Regions from separate parts of the Hordeum vulgare genome. Here region 2 is linked to region 1. Evidence: chromatin contacts called from public Hi-C data. All regions are on one chromosome and are shown on one strand. Each heading gives the region's core, a stretch centred on a gene start, on an enhancer-like site or on the middle of the called end of the contact. The rest is flanking DNA. Distances are from core to core; before and after follow the strand shown. Region 1 holds the start of LOC123448867 (protein SCAR2-like). Region 2 holds the start of LOC123448870 (CASP-like protein 4B2).

What was found. Hi-C and Micro-C count contacts between places; a contact is called where the count stands out from the background.
Region 2: a Hi-C map of seedling shows a contact between it and region 1, with 4 times the contacts expected there. The contact joins the promoter of LOC123448870 here to the promoter of LOC123448867 in region 1. A contact is called at or near these places in 1 of 6 Hi-C or Micro-C datasets (seedling) and 1 of 1 datasets of contacts at active chromatin or transcription factors (embryo).

What each region holds. Positions count from the first base shown.
Region 1 is chr4H:441,587,507-441,590,406 of MorexV3_pseudomolecules_assembly, forward strand. It overlaps LOC123448867 (protein SCAR2-like), which reads left to right and starts at 1,459. Exons shown (of 9, transcript XM_045125895.1): 1 at 1,459-2,122. The coding sequence starts at 1,968. It overlaps LOC123448868 (U2 small nuclear ribonucleoprotein B''-like), which reads left to right. Exons shown (of 5, transcript XM_045125896.1): 5 at 1-291. The coding sequence ends at 124.
Region 2 is chr4H:442,395,002-442,398,028 of MorexV3_pseudomolecules_assembly, forward strand. LOC123448870 (CASP-like protein 4B2) reads left to right here and starts at 1,400. Exons shown (of 3, transcript XM_045125900.1): 1 at 1,400-1,800; 2 at 1,885-2,020. The coding sequence starts at 1,517.

The DNA of each region.
Region 1 (2,900 bases), core at 209-2,708:
CAAGCCAGGCATTGCTTTTGTGGAGTATGAGGACGAGAACCAGTCCATGGTTGCAATGGAAGCCCTCCAGGGTTTCAAGATCAGCCCAGAGAACCCAATGGCTATATCATACGCCAAAAAGTGAACGATCCCCCGAACCGGCCCAAAAGAAAATTCTGTAACTATAAGATTTTCCACCCTAAGCTTTCAAGCTGCTGTGCTGGCTTTCTAACCCTGTATTTCTTGGAAGTGACTTGCTTGTTGTTTAAGAAGTTAAAAGTATCTGCTACTTTAAAATCAGGTTTGGCTCTACGCTTTCGTGTGAACCCTGGTATTGTCCTTGTCAAGTCTGGTATCGTGGGCTGCATAATCTTTTCATGTTTCACATACAGTGGTAGGAGAAGTTAACAAGACATGGACGTACCCCTCGCTTAAAAGGCAAGAGAAAATCATCAGGCCTATCTATCTATCTATCTAGTCCATATGGTCAGAGATGAATGAATGAATGAGGTGTATATTCCTTAATATATTTTTCGGCAGAAATCAGACAAGTGTCTATCTCAGTAGTTGCCGGCATGATGCGTGATGGTTGAACAAGTATTTTAGTGGTGGGACGGTAGGTTTGGTGGCCTGTTTTTTGTTTAATGGGAGGCGTGCGTGCCGCCTTGTACCACTACTGCTTATACTGTTTAGCAATTATGGGATTGTTGTTGCCTTCGTGGCCCTCAAATTAGGTGCGTATCTCCCCCGTTGGCCGCCTTGTATGAATGAGTAGCTTTCAAGTCGAATGAAGAATGTAGTATTATGTGTGCATGGCCGCCATGTTTCTTTCTAGTGGAGGGGGGTGGCCGGCTAGCAAAGGCATGCGGGCGGTTCCTTTGTAAAAGGAAATAGTAGTTCCCTCTGTGTTTGTGCTCGCTCGCTCGTGCAACCTATATGCTGGTCCTACGCCTATGCTGGCTGGTTGTTGCAAGGCTACAGATATCAGATCGTGTGCTGTGGGGTTGGGGAATATGTAGGGTGTTGCGGTTGGGCGCCGGTTTTGTCCTGTCGAAATCGCGACGAAATCTTGTAGCCTACTGCGCCTGTGAGTCGTGTCTTCGTCGTGTAACGACACCCATCATGTGACACGTAAGAGGCATCAGCTAGCTGGTCTTGCCCTGTGACCGTTGTCTCGTTAGATTTGGATGTCCTGGTTCTTACCGATCTTGCTTAACATGCTTGTAAGTGAAGAACCGCACCGAGCATGAGCAGGAGCAGGGGCTGTAAGTAAATTTTACTCTGCGCAAAGTGCAAAGGTGTCCATGGGAAGCTTGGTGCATCGTCGACAGTTAAAACCGCTGCAGCAACCTTTGCGGACCGCGTGGACAGTCATTCGGAAACCACCTTCGAATTCAGGCTTCATTACTTACGCACGGGCACGGGCACGGCAGTGAAGGTGATCACACTTCACAGGTTCCGCTATAGCACCAAGCAACATTGACTCATTATGCATTAACAAGTTCACATGATGCACTGGGCCGAGCATGGGTGGGCCCCACGCTGCTGCGACCTGCGGGGAGCAAACCCATAGAGAGAAAGAGCGCAATTAGCGACGAGTAATAACCCCTTTAATCTCGCTCCCTCCCCTGAGAAATCCTCTTTTCTCTCTCTCTCTCTCTCTGCTTATGCGCTGAGCGCCCTGGAAGTACGAGAAAGAGACAAGACACAGGGAGGCCACCGCCGCGAACAACACCGGCCACGCCAAACCTTCTCAGGCTTACATTTAGCGGCAGCCACCAATCCATCCAAAACTGCACAGCCACCGGGACAGGAGGATCCTCCATCCTAGACCTCTGCGCACCTGCCTGAGCCACCGGTAGGATCGGCAATCAACAGAGAAAAGCTGCCATTGCTGCTGCTGCAGGAGCAGGAGCAGGAGCAGAAGCAGAAGCAGAAGCAGCAGGAGGCGGGAGGGGAGCTCCCGGCCGGAGCAATCGAGGACGACAATGCCCCTGTCCAGGCACACGGTGGCCAACGAGTACTCCCTCGGCGGCCGCGACCTCTACAAGCGGGCCGACCAGCACGACCCCGAGGCCGTCCTCGACGGCGTCGCCACGGCCGGCCTCGTCGGCCTCCTCCGCCAGCTCGGCGACCTCGCAGAGTACGCCCATGCTGCTCACATCTCTCCTTTGAGTTTCTCTCTTCTTTTCCTTCTATCCCACGGATTCTTGCAAACATTTTGGGATTGTTATTTTTGCCGCGTCATGAATCATGAATGTCGTTTGGGTCACTGGTGTTGACAGCAAGTAGATCACCTAATGCTTTTCTTTCGAACAAATTCGGTGGTTTTCAGACCCTTTTTTTCGGACCAACTAAACTAGGTGATTGATGTATGGATTAGCGCCCTTGACTTCGAGGTGGTTAGCTGTTGTTGTTGATAGTCTTGTCCTTGCTAGGCAACAGAGAGCAGTTTCTTTTTCTCGGTTGTGACCAAGCACTCTCTTGTCATCATATAACTTCCATTATTATTTAATCTTATGTTCCCATTCATGTACTGGTAGAAAAAAAAATACTTTGATTAGTAGAACCTGAAGGTTGAAGCAAAGACAATACAATACTGGCGCTGCTCTAAAAGTAGCCAAAGTCTGATCCCCAAGAATTTAGAATTACGACATGCTGAATCACAAATTGTTCTTGGGATCGATGGAGACGATCATTGCCTTTTCCGTTCTTCATCAACTTCAGATTTTATTTGTTTTACGCGAGGGGTGCAGTACAAGTGTACATCTCAGCTATAATATCCTTGTGTGTGGCTTCAATGTTTCAGAGGTTCTTGAATTGCACTTAAGCCACATCTTAGGACATACTAGTTCAATCGTCAGCCTTCTTTGTCTTAGGCTCCTTTTGGCGTAGCAGTGGCATTTACTCCTAATTAGCAA
Region 2 (3,027 bases), core at 150-2,649, 810 kb after region 1:
TATTATTTGTGTTACCCCGTTCTACTCTCGTCTATTGCTGCAAGACCCTGAAGATGCTAGTCTTCAATAGGACTAGGCCATCTTTCTCTATTCTCGCATTGCTGCAGTCAGTCCACATATAAACCCCCTTCTTTGATACTCATGCATACTTACCATAGTTCTGATATAAGTCTTGCCAGTACTTTGGATGAGTACTCACCGTTGCTTTGCTCCCCCTTTGTCCCCTTGATCCGTTGCTGCGACCAGATGATGGAGCCCAGGAGATGGAGTTTCCCGCCGACGCCTGCTACCCCGATGGTGACTTCTTCGTGAAGGCCGCTGAAAACCAGGAGTAGTTTAGGAGGTTCCTAGGCAGGAGGCCTCGCCTCGTTCGATCGTGTTTCTTTTGTGCTAGCCTTCTCTAAGGCACCTCATGTTTAATGTCTGTACTCAGATATTTGTTGCTTTCGCTGACTCGTGTGTTTATCGAACTTCTGTATTCTAGCCCTCGAGGCCCGTGGCTTGTAATATGAAGCTTGTTTGTTTTATTTGTGTCTAGAGTTGTGTTGTGATATCTTTTCGTGAGTCCTTGAGTTTGATCGTACGCATTTGCATGCATGATTAGCGTATGATTAAATCGAGGACGTCACAAGCACCTCCTCCTTCACGTCCGGTACGACCACATTGCCTGTCGCAGAGAGAGCCAGCATGGTGATCGTGCATGTTCTTGGAGTCTTCCAAGACACGTTGAATGAGCCGGACCTCCTCCTCCTCTGTCATGGGAGGTGGTGGTGGTGGCGACGGAGTACGCCCGCGCACCCAGGGATATGCCCGCCGCAGGCTAGGTGGGCGGCCAACAAAATATGACGCGGGGCCGCACGTCGTGCTCGTCCCGAAACAATTGTCCCACAATGGGGAATCGACGGCGTACCTGGGTCGTAGTGCATGTCGTCAGACAGGCAACGACAACAGTGGTCGATCTCCTCGCTGTTCGTCTGGACCCAAATTGTACGCATATTTGCGTTTGAAATGGATTGGGCCGGACACAAAACGAATAAGATGGATTCAGACCATCGCGCGCTGACTCGTGAGGTTTGTCTGTTTTGCTTCAAACGGACATGACCGAATGAGACGGGTCGTGTGGTGGAGTTTTTTTTTTTTTTGGACAGGTGGTGGAGTTGACCTTAGAAACGGAGGGAGTGGTATATTTCGATTGCTGGTCCGTCACTGGACCCCGAATAGAGCCTTGCCTGTCAACGATGGGTGTACTCAAACTACACTCCAGCTCCATGTACCACAGCAGGAGTCCAACCCCACCTTTCACGTGACGAACGCACCCATAACTCACAGACTGAAGGGCCTGAGCACAACAAAGTAGCGACGGTTCAGTCTTTGACAAGAGGTGAAGAGGTTTGCCGGCTAATCCCGTTCTTGCTTTCCCCTCAAGTGTTTTTCCAGCTTCATCACACACACAGCAAACACCTCAGTTCAGCTCTCCCCGTTCACCACTGGTCAGGCACTGTTCCACTGGTGAGCGATGGCGATGGTCACGGCTGACGCCTCCGCCGCCGCCGACGCCGCCACGAAGCAGCCAGACGTCGAAAAGGATTACAGCTCCTACAACGGCGCCTCCACCGCGGGAGCGGGCGGCGGCGGCGTTGTGGAGTCGGTGGTGGCGCGGTGGAGGCGGGAGGACATGCTCGACAAGTGCCCCCTCGCGCTGCACGCTGCCGCCGCCGCCTTCGCCTTCGTCGCGCTCGTGCTCGTCGCGTCCAACCAGCACGGCGACTGGATGCAGTTCGACCGCTACCAGGAGTACATGTGCGCCGATTTGATCTTGGCCGCCTAGGGCTGGTCTTCGATCCGGGACTCTTAAGCGTCTTACATGTGCTGCGTTGTTGCTAGGTACCTGCTCGCAATCGCGGCGCTGGCCTTCGCCTACTCGCTGGCGCAGGCGCTGCGGCACGCGCACCGGATGCGCGGCGGCGCCGACCCCATCCCCGCGCCGTCCGCGAGGCTTTTCGATTTCATTGCTGATCAGGCGAGTTGCTTCGACCTGTTAGTTTGCACCTGTTATCATTATTTCTCCTTGTTATTGTTATCTGATAAGAGTCCATGTGTTTTGTATCTCTCAATTGGACCAATGTTTGCTGGTCAGGGAGGGGAAAGTAGGCAAATAAAGTGTGGCCGAAGTTTACCGTGTTAAAGTAAGAGTGGCTACCGGGGAGTAGAGATTCCAATTCCATTTGTAAAGGAGACATCAATCCACTAGTAGAGTAGCGACCGGGGAGTAGAGTACCTTTTCTTGTTTTTGTTTTTTGTGGAATCCAAATGATAGGTACTGTATTGTTCTTGGATTGAGGCGTTTTAACTGTTAAGAGTAAGATTGGTCTATGGAAGCGTACACTCGGCAATGTTCTGGTTCAATACATAGCTACAATTTCACAAATTACAACCCATATCGCCCTTGTTTCTTTGTGGAAACAACTAGAATATGATACATGTAGCTCTCCATAATGGTCCAATAGTTCAATCTCTAGGACAACCCAGCAACAACCATCGCTGATAATGTTGTGGCGTTGGAATGGGGGGAGTAAAGTAGTTGGGGAGTGGTTAGGGCCAGCCATGAGCTTCGATGTATGTTCTGAATCATTGGTTTGCTTGGAGCTTTGGAAGAGTACAATACTAGATGACAAACAATAGTTCATGTTGTCCATTGCATATTGCTTAAATACAGATAAATTAATGTAATCGTGATCTTTCAAATGTTTTGGGACCACATTTACTTAGGATGCCCTGGAGGGTATGAATGTTTTAAACCCGTGCTGCTGCTACTTAATTAAGGTTTTTTATGAGCTTCTGCCTTCTGCAAAAAATATTTTTTTTTTAGAAAAGGAGGATTACCTCCGGCCTCTGCATCAGCACGATGCATACGGCCCCTTTATTAAGCAAGCAAACAAAGTGTGGTTCAACAATATGATCCCATGTTAACCCTTAGATTTTCATGGCTTTGGATCCCATGTGAAGAAACAATGGAGTTCGTATTAC